Regions from separate parts of the Mus musculus genome. Here all the other regions are linked to region 2. The links are chromatin contacts, called in public Hi-C maps. All regions are on one chromosome and are shown on one strand. Each heading gives the region's core, a stretch centred on a gene start, on an enhancer-like site or on the middle of the called end of the contact. The rest is flanking DNA. Distances are from core to core; before and after follow the strand shown. Region 1 overlaps Lrmda (leucine rich melanocyte differentiation associated). Region 2 overlaps Lrmda (leucine rich melanocyte differentiation associated). Region 3 overlaps Lrmda (leucine rich melanocyte differentiation associated).

Region 1 (3,572 bases), core at 427-2,926, 640 kb before region 2:
GGGAAAACCAGATTCAAAGCACTCTTCACATTTATTCATCAGAAAGAATGGCCACCAGACAAGAATGGGGCCTCAGCCCCACTTCTTCAAGCTTAAATTTAAACCTTCCAAAGAAAAGCTTTGAAACCTTCTCAGAGTGAGGAATGGACCACCCCCAACACACACACACACACACACACACACACACACACACACACACACACACACACACTCCTTTTCTACTATAGTGTGGCTCTCCAAAGTTCTGTCAGTATTTTTCTTTAAGGTCAGTCTTGAAATCCACTGTGCCTATGTTGTGCCATAAACCCCATTGCTTAAAAATAAAAGTGTGAAGTACATAGATACTCTAATATATTTAATTTACCAGCATTTATTGTGAACTTGCAGTGTGGTGACCTCTGTAAGTCATTGCGCCCACAGAGTCAATGTCACCAGCTTAAATAACCAAAGCCTTGATCAACAGCTGCACACATAAAAAGTGTCTAGGTGATGGTTTGGTTTTTTTTCCCTCAAATTTGTTTTTATCCTGCTGAGCTGTTGGAACATCCAGGAGTCAGAGTATCTTACTATAGGAAGCTAAACAAGGATGGCTCAGGAAGAGATCCCTTGTTAGAAAAACCAGACACAACTGGATTGCAAGGGAAATATATGATTGACCCTAAAAGCAAGAGGGGTTTAAATGAGCCAGGACTCACTCTCAACAGCATTTTGGCTGATCTTATCTAAAAGGCTGCACTGTCACCTAGTAAAGGTAATGAAATGGTCCAACCCAGGCAAATGGTCCAACCCAGGCAAACATCTTTAAAGGAGGAACATTCTGCACTGCCTCTCACACCTTTCTGTAACTGGATCTTTGTCTCTAATTATTCATAATTATCCATCTCCTCATGAATGTGACAGACAACTTTCTCTTGGCTGATGGCTTCCTTCTTAGCACTTGTCCATAAAGAAAGCTGTAAATGAATGAAGCTTTGGCTCAGTGCCACCACCCTACTAAGCCAGGTTTTGGGGACACGGGCTCCAGGGGTGCTCTGCACTACTGTTAAACCATCACAGATACTTGTTGGTCACCAGGGAAAAAAAATGATTCCACGTTGGCATTCTCACTTGAAGTCGTATTGTTAAGTCAGGACTTCGCCTGAGCCTACAGCTAGAGCCTCATTTTCTGGGGTCAATATGTTTACAGCTATACACATGTTAGGGAGGATCCAACTATGCCCGGGGAGTTCTGATAATTGGTGCCTGGGTCGGCCAAGAAAACTCAGTGGGGGAAAAAAAATCAGAAAAGAAAGAACAATTTGCTCATAAAATTAGGGAGGAATAGATCAGCGGTTTTTGTAAAGCCATAAAGCAGCTCAAGGAAGTCTTGAGAAAAACAAACTCCCTAAATCACTCTCTCCCTCACTCTCCTGCTGCTCCAGACAGCAAACAGGATATGCTTCCTTGGAACTGTCTATAAATTTAGGGTGAGAAAAACAAATCAGATCTTGTGGACAGAGCACTAGGCTGCAAGGAACATGGTTAGATTTCCCGTCTACTTGGAGGAAGACACCCAACAGCATTTTCTCATCAAATATTGGTGATAAGAAAGGCATTTAGTGCTCCAGGGGATGGGGTTGCTGTGGGTGGGTGGTATGACATTAAAAAGTTATAGCCAGTGTCCTATAAAACATCGCAGGCCCATCCACACATGCTCGCTCTGTTCTCAAGCCAAGGATAATAGTATTGCAGTGCAGCACCATCAGCATTAGCTGGAGCAGAGATGTCCTTTTGCCAGAGAACTTTAGAAACACAGTTCTTAATCAGTGGAGATGCCATGAACTTCTTTAGGGTGCATAGAAAAAAGCTAAAGCTAGCCTATCATTTCTGAAAATCCAGCTCTCTTGAGGTCGATCTGACCTTACCTTCTTGCCCCAGGTTCTTCCTCCAGTGTCAAGCTACTTCTTGCCAATCTGAACCTAAGAAACTGGGTTACAAAGTACAAAATCAGAAATTAATTGCTGCCCAAACTTGAAGGGACATCTTTTAGGGCATAAAGAGAACATTTGAGTACTCTAAAAAGGGGACTTGATCTTGAGAAAGAAGCCTGGGGTGGGGCAAAGTGTTACCTAGCTATGGCGGAGAACTCAAACTGATTTTGTAGATCAAGGCATCTCAGCCTCCATTTTTAATACTTTGCACTTCATAATTCCTTCCTTCTGAGAACTCTTCTGAGAGCCTTCTGAGAGATCACAGATCCTTAGCTAAAGCCTTGTGTATGAGGTAAGCACACATCTGCTCCAAAAGAATGCACTTTTCAATGTCTTCAAGGGACTGGGAAGAGAGTTCAGCAAGTACCATGCCTGGCACTGAGGCATGTAGACCTGAGCTACAGCATAGCATGCACATTAAAGCTGAGCATGCTGGCACATCTGTTATTTTTGTCATGTGACCCAAAATAGGGGATCCCTGAAAATGTTTGTTCCACTATCAGTGGAATGAGTGAGTAGCAGGTTCAGTGAAAGACTCTGTCTTGGGGGGAAAAAAAAAAAGGTGGATGTCAAAGAAGATGACAATGCAGACCTCTGGCCTGCACATATGCATTCACGCATGCACCTGACTGCACATGCATACACAGGAACACACAAATATCTATAACACAGACATCTTCAGAGATCATTAAATAGACATCAAGGATGTCAAAGGATTTCCCTAGTGGAGAACCATTGCCCTAAACTACTGGGCAAATCCATTCCAGAAACTCTCTGGGCCTGGTTTAAAACAAAACAAAACAAAACAAAACAAAACAAAACAAAACAAAACAAAATGGTTTCCTAAGGATCTGTCCTCATGTGTTCTTTGCCATGATCCGAGAAAACCTGATTCTTCTGCATGTAATAGCAACCTTGTGCTTGGGCTTCTTAGTAAAGGCCAATGTTGGTTCACTGTAAGGTGAACGTTAGATCTGAAAAGTAACTTCTACCATTATACTCAATGAGCTAAGGAAAGAGACAGCATCAAAAGAGTCGAGAGTCATGGTTCACCATGAAGGACAGACCTGTGGAGAGGCTTCTGAGGAGAGACATGGCCACAGAAGAGGCATAGCCACTGTTCTTGGATGCAGGGAGACATGGTAAAGAATCTCTGCTTCTTTCTCCCTTCTTACAAGTAACTTCTCATTCCCATTCTGTGAACTAGTGAACTGTAACTAGATTCTAGTTGGCAGAGGATTCTAACCAATGAGGGCACCTTCTGCGACACACAGAATCATGCAGGAGAGGGCCCAAAAATGCATCCCAGAGCAAGTGAGCAAAGACTCAGTGTGACTGCCATCACACTTGGAAGACGAACTGTCTGCTTAGTGTTTCCTAGCCGATGATGCAGATTTAGATGATCATGGGAACTTCTGGACATAAGGCCTACTTTGCACATATAGGGTCATAGAGATAGACACTGAAGGTTCCAGGGCCTCTCTGCTTCCTTTCGAATGCTCTGTTTCTGGGTCTGCTGAGATGTGGATTTCCTCTGCATGCACTTGCTACCATGAATTTAAAGATGACTTCCCTATCATGAAGGACTGTATCCTCTTAACC
Region 2 (3,282 bases), core at 675-3,174:
TAATCTTAGCTCTCAGGAAGCAGAGGCAGGAGGATTGTGAGTTTGAAGGCAACCTGGGCTATATAGTAAAACTCTATAACAAAATAGTAAATGAATGGATGGATACATGAGTAAATAATTTAAACACAGGGAGATGTAGCTCTATGGTAGAGCACTTGACCAGCATGCATGAGGTACTGTATTCAATCCTCTATAGAGGAAAAAAAAAATCAAATTAAATTAAAAGTAATTCTAAACAGAATTAAAAAGTTTAAAGAATAGTCTTTGAAGGCAGTGGAGCGCACTAGGCCACACTGCTCAGTTCTTTCACCCACCACCTTACAAATGAAGAAACTTGAACTCTCAGAGCTCAGAAACAGTTCTAAAACCTAAACCCATGTGTGGAGTCACCTGGCACTGTGCCTGACACTGGTCAGCACTCAATAAATGTCCTCTCATTCCTCCTCTGGGGATCTAGAGTCTTTAAAGAAACTTCATGAACGATTCTGGCTTCCACCTTAAGATAATGCATTTCAGCACAAAAAACAACTCCAACCCAAAGCTTCCTCTGAGACGTCAACCCTTCCTTCCCCACAGACTGCGCATGGCTGACAAAGGAGAATTTTTGTGAGCTCCTCGGTCCTCCCAGGCCACCCTTCCAGAATCCAGAGTGCAGATTGGAACGCTAGCAACAAATCCTTCCTATGTTTCAAACGCGTTCAGCTTTGCCTGCCCACTGGGCTGGGATTGTAGACTTTGACTCAGGACTTGGAATCAGGAGTTCTGAGCCCTAATCTCAACGTTGCTTCTAGCAGGCTGGCCTCATTTGAGGTTAGTAACGACTCCCTCCTCTCTGGATCTGTTTCTGTAGCCATTCCCCTGAAATACCCAATAAGGAAAATCTGAACCCAGCTTCTCAGGTTCCCATCAAACTTATCCATCTATGAGTGTGTGAACACACACACAGACACACTCAGAGACACACAAAGAAACATATACACAGAGGCACACTCACACAGAAACACACACACCAAGAACCTGAGAATTAAGAATATAAGGTTGAGTTTTTACAGATCTCCTTGGCTCCCTTTTAAGATTGGTTCTTGGTGGGAAACTGTGTTATGAGAGACCCAAACTTTAAACATACCAGAAAGCACCAGTTACAGTGGGGAGGGGCACCCAGGGTCCCTATATCAGAATTAGTCAGTTTCTGTCACCAACAGAGTGAAAATCCAGAAGTACTATAGATCATCAGGGACACTTGAGCTTACAGTCATATTTCACAGACAAAATTACATTCCAGGAAGAGAGATGGGGGAAGGGAGCGGAGATGGAGGGAGGGAAAGCCACATAAAAGTTCTGAAATATATCAATGTCCAAAAATGGATAGGGGAGGGGAATAAAAAGAAACCTTTGAGGAGTGTAAAAACCATGAAATAAAATATCTATCTTATTTCAGGGTCCTGGAGTAAATAATATTTCTGATGCTCCCAAAGAGAGTCAAATGCAGCCAGCAAAACAAACACAAATACAAATAAATACTGGGCAAGTGAATTAGGGAAGGTACACAGAGGAATTTCAAACTAGGATGAAGGTTTGATTCGGAAACGAGTTCCTGCCTTCTGCCTCCTACACGCCCCTCATTCTTTTCTTCGTGAAGTAAAATCCATTATTTTGAAAACACCATTTGAAATCCTCAAGAAAGAGCAAAACACAGTATTGTGGTATTCCAAAGTAATATCTCTTGTTTATAACCATATAAATTTAGCCCCTGGCACTACAGGGCTTATATAATAGAATAGAGTTATTTTAACAGGGGCCTGTTTAAGAGGCAGCAAAATGCTCGGCTCATTTTCTCCAGTGGGAGGGACACAGCCTCATGTGAGGGGGAGAACATGCCGAAGTCATTACCTCGGGAAGGCCATCCGTCAAAGCCGGGTCGCTCTGGCATGGCCAGCACCTCTGGTGAGATCAGAGAGGCGCCTCTGCTTGCAATTACCAAAGAAGGGCCTTGGCTTTAGACAGCCTGCTATCAATTACGACCCTGGCCTCGCCGCTTGGACTTGTCAATTTCCCAGTGTCTTCTGTTTTGTAACAGTGAGCAAAGGGGGCTCCTCCTGACTGATTCTTGGAAGTTCCTCGTGTGTTGTGTCACTCCTCGGTGTCATTAACAATTCAATTAAAATTTCACAGCACACAAGGCAGGCAGTGCTGGACAGAGGCTGAAAGGGCCTGGCCCAGGAGGTTCCAGAAAGACCTGCAGTGGGGCCATGTCCGATCACACCGACCCAATCTTGAGATGTTTTTCACTTCTCAAGTCAGGCTTACATGTGTCTCCCATCTGACACAATGCTGGCTGTCATCCTGGCAAGAAAACACGTTTGATGTTCTCACCCCATGAGGGAGGGGGGGTGCACTGATGGAACGGAATTTCAGGCCAACTAGAAACAAAAATCTAATATTATGACACTCGACATTCGGGCTCTGCAATGGATAACTCTTGAGTACTCTCAACCGGCTCTCTTTATCTTTGGCATATTCTAGAAGCTTCTGTTTTCTAAATTTGTCTTTGGGCTGTGGTGGTTGTTTGAGCCCTTGCCTTTTCTTGCTCCTTGGAGCCCAGATGTCCAGAAGAACTGAGGCAGGCAGTGTGTAAATCACAGTTAAATGATTTGGGTAGGTAGCGGATGGAGACAGAATAACCAAAAACCAGAAAGACTTACTCCTGTCGTTATTAACTCTCTGGAAGCGCAAACACCCCTTTGTCTGGCTGAGGGATGGAACAACACATGCTCAAGTGTTTTAAGGGTCCCGAGGGTTCAGGGCAAAATCAAAAAAAAAAAAAAGAAAAAAAAAAAAAAGAAAAACCTTTCAGGCTTAAGACTTCTGAGGCAGCTTTCTCTCTAACCCTCTCAATGAGTTTAGTCATGCAGGGAAAGATTCTTTAAACTTACCAAAGACTTTGTTTAATGCCCAAGAAAATGCAGACTGTCAGGGCCCTTTGTCGGGATTTGGTGGCTTAAGTCCATTCCCCAATACACTGGGACCCTCCACCTTCATTCTCGGGCTTCCTTTTGACATCAAGTGCTGGATAATTGTCTGATTTCCTTCTAGGTAAAGGGAGATTAAATGCCCGGCTGCAACAACTGACACACAAAAGGGAAAGTATAGTTTAGCCACCATATTTATCAAGATAATTTTTTTTCCACATGCTGATTAATAACATTAGCCAACATCCCCTTTGGCTTGGGGTGGGGGTGGGGAGAGAGAGAAGCTGGGGACAGACATGTCCCCCTCAGAGTA
Region 3 (3,271 bases), core at 64-2,563, 790 kb before region 2:
GAGGGAGGGAGGGAGGGAGGGAGGGAGGGAGGGAGGGAGGGAGGGAGGGAGGGAGAAAAGTAGAGAAGAGAAAAGAAAAAAGAAAACCTAAGCTTAAATCTTACAATTGCCCCTTTGAGGGTCGTTGACTCTGCAAGTTTTACAGTGGGATCCCCAAAATGAATGCTGCCTCTATGCAAAGCAACAGGGGGTCATGTTATAATTAGAATGCAATCAGTGGGATTGGTTATGGCTTGGTTCTCTTTCTGAAATGACAATCTATGCCACATCTGCCATTACATTAATATTTTCTGCCTTTTGAGAACAGGGGGAGGGTGGGTAGGGGAGGTGGAGGAAGGCATCTCTCTACTGGGCTGCTGATAGAGTTGTCTTAACTAGAAGTCTGCGTGAGCTAATCAAGGCCTGAGCAGTTCACCTTTAAAATACCCAAACCATCTGGCAGGCTGTCCCACGATAAATCTCTATGATAAATGCCTCCGTTTTGATGTTACAAAGGAACCACAGACCTGCTCAGTTTTGGCACAGCTGAGAACATACTGGCAACAGCAGAATAGAATTCAGATGTCCTCAAATAGAGAAGTAAATCATTTTGACCTGCGGGGCATAATATATTTAGAGAAAGCCTGATTGTAATAAAAAGGTTGGTCTTGTCACAGTTTCTGCTGCAGGAATGGTGATCTATTTTTTTGTTTTGTTTTGTTTTGTTTTGCTTTTCTGGTATATACTTTTCAGTTTAATGAAAACTCCAGTGAGTATCCTATAAAAGCTTTCCATCTCTACCCCTGCTTTTTGTGTGAGAGTCTTCAGACATCTCTTTCTGTCCCCTTGTGAATTGCTACAGTGGCCGCTTGCTGGTTCTCAGGCATCCTGCAGAGGAATAGCTGGAGTGGAGCATGCCTTCAGAATGATTAATCCACTTGCCTTTCACGGGTCTGTTTTGCTGGGCCCAGAGCCACTGCCAAGAAAGGACACACTGTGACCACCAGCACCAGGGAGAGAAGGCATAGCCTCTCAACTCAAGGTTAGCCTGGACCTGGTGCCGAGGGGGACTCATAAAATAAATTATGCTGTGTGGTTTTGGAAGGTAGACTTTTATGTCTCGCCAAGCTTCAGAAACAAATTATAGAGTGGTCAGTTGTCCTTATTTATTTCATGTTTTCCCCCCATAACATTAAGAAACTAATTAAACATGGATGCCAAATGGTAAGCAGTCTTTGTCCCACTTCCTTGCTTAGACACACAGTGCCTCACCCTTGGCTGTGGAGAAGGATCTCAGCCAAGCAAGGTTTAGCTAATGACAAGGCTTCAGCCGTTCTAGGGCTCCTGGGAATGCCTGGGACCTTGTGACAAGGCTTGGTGTCTTTTCCCACTCTGGCCTAGTTGGTTACAACAGCTTGACCAATTCTCTCCACAGCTGCTGGGGTCACTTTCTGGTGACTAATGGGAAAGACAGATTTCCCATCTGTCCCCTGAAAAATGGTTTAATAAAATGAGTCTGCTCACACACCCAAAGGAAGCCAGAAACAGGCATGAGAGGTGACATGTGTCCGATGAGGGGGTTTTCAATCTCACCCTGTTAGTCTCCAGACAAAGTTGGCAACAAAGAAGAGTAGCTGTTTCCCTGGGTAGAACTGAGTTGGGAAAGGAACACAGGCTGTTTTGAAGCTCACCGGAGCCTGCAGCGACGAGAGTCTGCAATTGCTCAGAGTCTCATTGAAAAAAAAGTACAAATAAATTTGAGGTCACCCTGTTCAATAAAACTTTAAAAAAATATATTTACTGACAGTCCACTTGGAAGGAAAAAGACACAAAAATTTATTGGCTGTTGGCAACTAGAGTGGAGACATGTTTCCCATACCTTTTTGTCTGCCTTGGGCAAAACAACACTTATCTAGTTGTTTGACTGTCCTACAAGGCAGTGCTCATGGTGCAGAGAGGAGACACCCACTGAATCTGTGGCTTCTTCAGCTCTTTAATCATTTCTTTGGCTTTTTCCCCGAATCCCTTCCAGGCTCTGGAGATTATGGTAGTTGACGATTCTTTGGGTTCAGTGGGGACAAAGAGAAATGTGCCAGGTAAGAGCATGTGCACCTATAGTTACAATGACATGGAATAATGGCACCCATTCACTCTCCCTTCTTCCCTGGCTCTTTACTCCCCTCAACTATGTGACTTGTCACTTCTGATGCTCACAGACCCTCTGGCCAGGTCACTTTTCAAATCTCTTCCTGCAATTAACAATGTGGCTACCAAGAGGCCCTGCAGGAAAATAAGAGACATTCCTCCTGCTCCCCGACTTCACCATGCTTTGCTTGTGGGTTTTGGCTCGACTCATTGGGGATGTTTCTCTTTTCTCATCTGCTCTTTAAAGCAAGAAGACACCTTGAGCCTAAACGTCCCAGAGAAGCAGGAAGATTAAGTGTGCAGTACTCACAGGTTGTGTACTTAACATTGATATTATTACTTTTTCTTTTTCTTTATTAGATATTTTCTTCATTTGCATTTCAAATGCTATCCCGAAAGTCCCCTATACCCTCTCCCCACCCTGTTCCCCAACCCACCCACTCCTGCTTCCTAGTCTGGCATTCCCCTGTACTGGGGCATATAATCTTTGAAAGACCTTTCGAAGGGCCTTTCATCCCATTGATGGCCTACTAGGCCATCCTTTGCTACATATGCAACTAGAGACACAAGTCTGGGGGGTACTTGTTAGTTCATATTGTTGTTTCTCCTATAGGGTTACAGGCCCCTTCAGCTTCTTGGGTACTTTCTCTAGCTCCTTCATTGGGGGCCCTGTGTTCCATCCAATAGATGACTGTGAGCATCCACTTTTGTATTTGCCAGGCACTGGCATAGCCTTACAAGAGATAGCTATATCAGGGTCCTGTCAGCAAAATCTTGCTGGCATATGCAACAGTGTCTGAGTTTGGTGGTTGTTTATGGGATGGATCCCCAGGTAGGGCAGTCTCTAGATGGTCCTTCCGTCCATCTCAGCTCCAAACATTGTCTCTGTAACTCCTTCCATGGGTATTTTGTTCCCCATTCTAAGAAAGAACGAAATACCCACACTTTGGTCTTCCTTCTTCTTGAGTTTCATGTGTTTGCGAATTGTATCTTGGGCATTCTAAGTTTCTTGGCAAATATCCACTTATCAGTGAGTGCATATCACGTGTGTTCTTTTGTGATTGGGTTACCTCACTCCAGATCCACCTACTTGCCTAAGAATTTCATAAATTCATTGTTTTTGATAGCTGAGTAGTACTACATTGTG

The links. A called contact is a pair of places that touch in the nucleus more often than the background predicts.
Region 1: a contact with region 2 is called in a Hi-C map of uterus, with 5 times the contacts expected there. The contact joins two enhancer-like sites. A contact is called at or near these places in 5 of 484 Hi-C or Micro-C datasets (all in uterus) and 2 of 9 other capture datasets (embryonic tail and embryonic trunk).
Region 3: a Hi-C map of uterus shows a contact between it and region 2, with 6 times the contacts expected there. The contact joins two enhancer-like sites. A contact is called at or near these places in 2 of 484 Hi-C or Micro-C datasets (both in uterus) and 1 of 115 datasets of contacts at active chromatin or transcription factors (embryonic hindbrain).

Annotation. Positions count from the first base shown.
Region 1 is chr14:22,755,670-22,759,241 of GRCm38.p6, reverse strand. All of the region lies in intron 5 of Lrmda (leucine rich melanocyte differentiation associated), which reads right to left. The region is part of intron 1 of Gm30926 (a long non-coding RNA gene); the gene reads left to right. Among named protein-coding and RNA genes, the nearest start is that of Gm30926, 44 kb to the left of the region's middle. Within about 2 kb of position 1,676, at least 4 of the 459 cell types and tissues checked have an H3K27ac peak or open chromatin away from gene starts, as enhancers often do. A contact at or near this core is called in uterus, where this site is marked.
Region 2 is chr14:22,113,858-22,117,139 of GRCm38.p6, reverse strand. All of the region lies in intron 2 of Lrmda (leucine rich melanocyte differentiation associated), which reads right to left. Among named protein-coding and RNA genes, the nearest start is that of Gm41107, 84 kb to the right of the region's middle. RefSeq lists an enhancer at 1,189-3,282. Within about 2 kb of position 1,924, at least 40 of the 459 cell types and tissues checked have an H3K27ac peak or open chromatin away from gene starts, as enhancers often do. A contact at or near this core is called in uterus, where this site is marked.
Region 3 is chr14:22,904,598-22,907,868 of GRCm38.p6, reverse strand. The region is part of intron 6 of Lrmda (leucine rich melanocyte differentiation associated); the gene reads right to left. Among named protein-coding and RNA genes, the nearest start is that of Gm30783, 26 kb to the left of the region's middle. Within about 2 kb of position 1,313, at least 77 of the 459 cell types and tissues checked have an H3K27ac peak or open chromatin away from gene starts, as enhancers often do. A contact at or near this core is called in uterus, where this site is marked.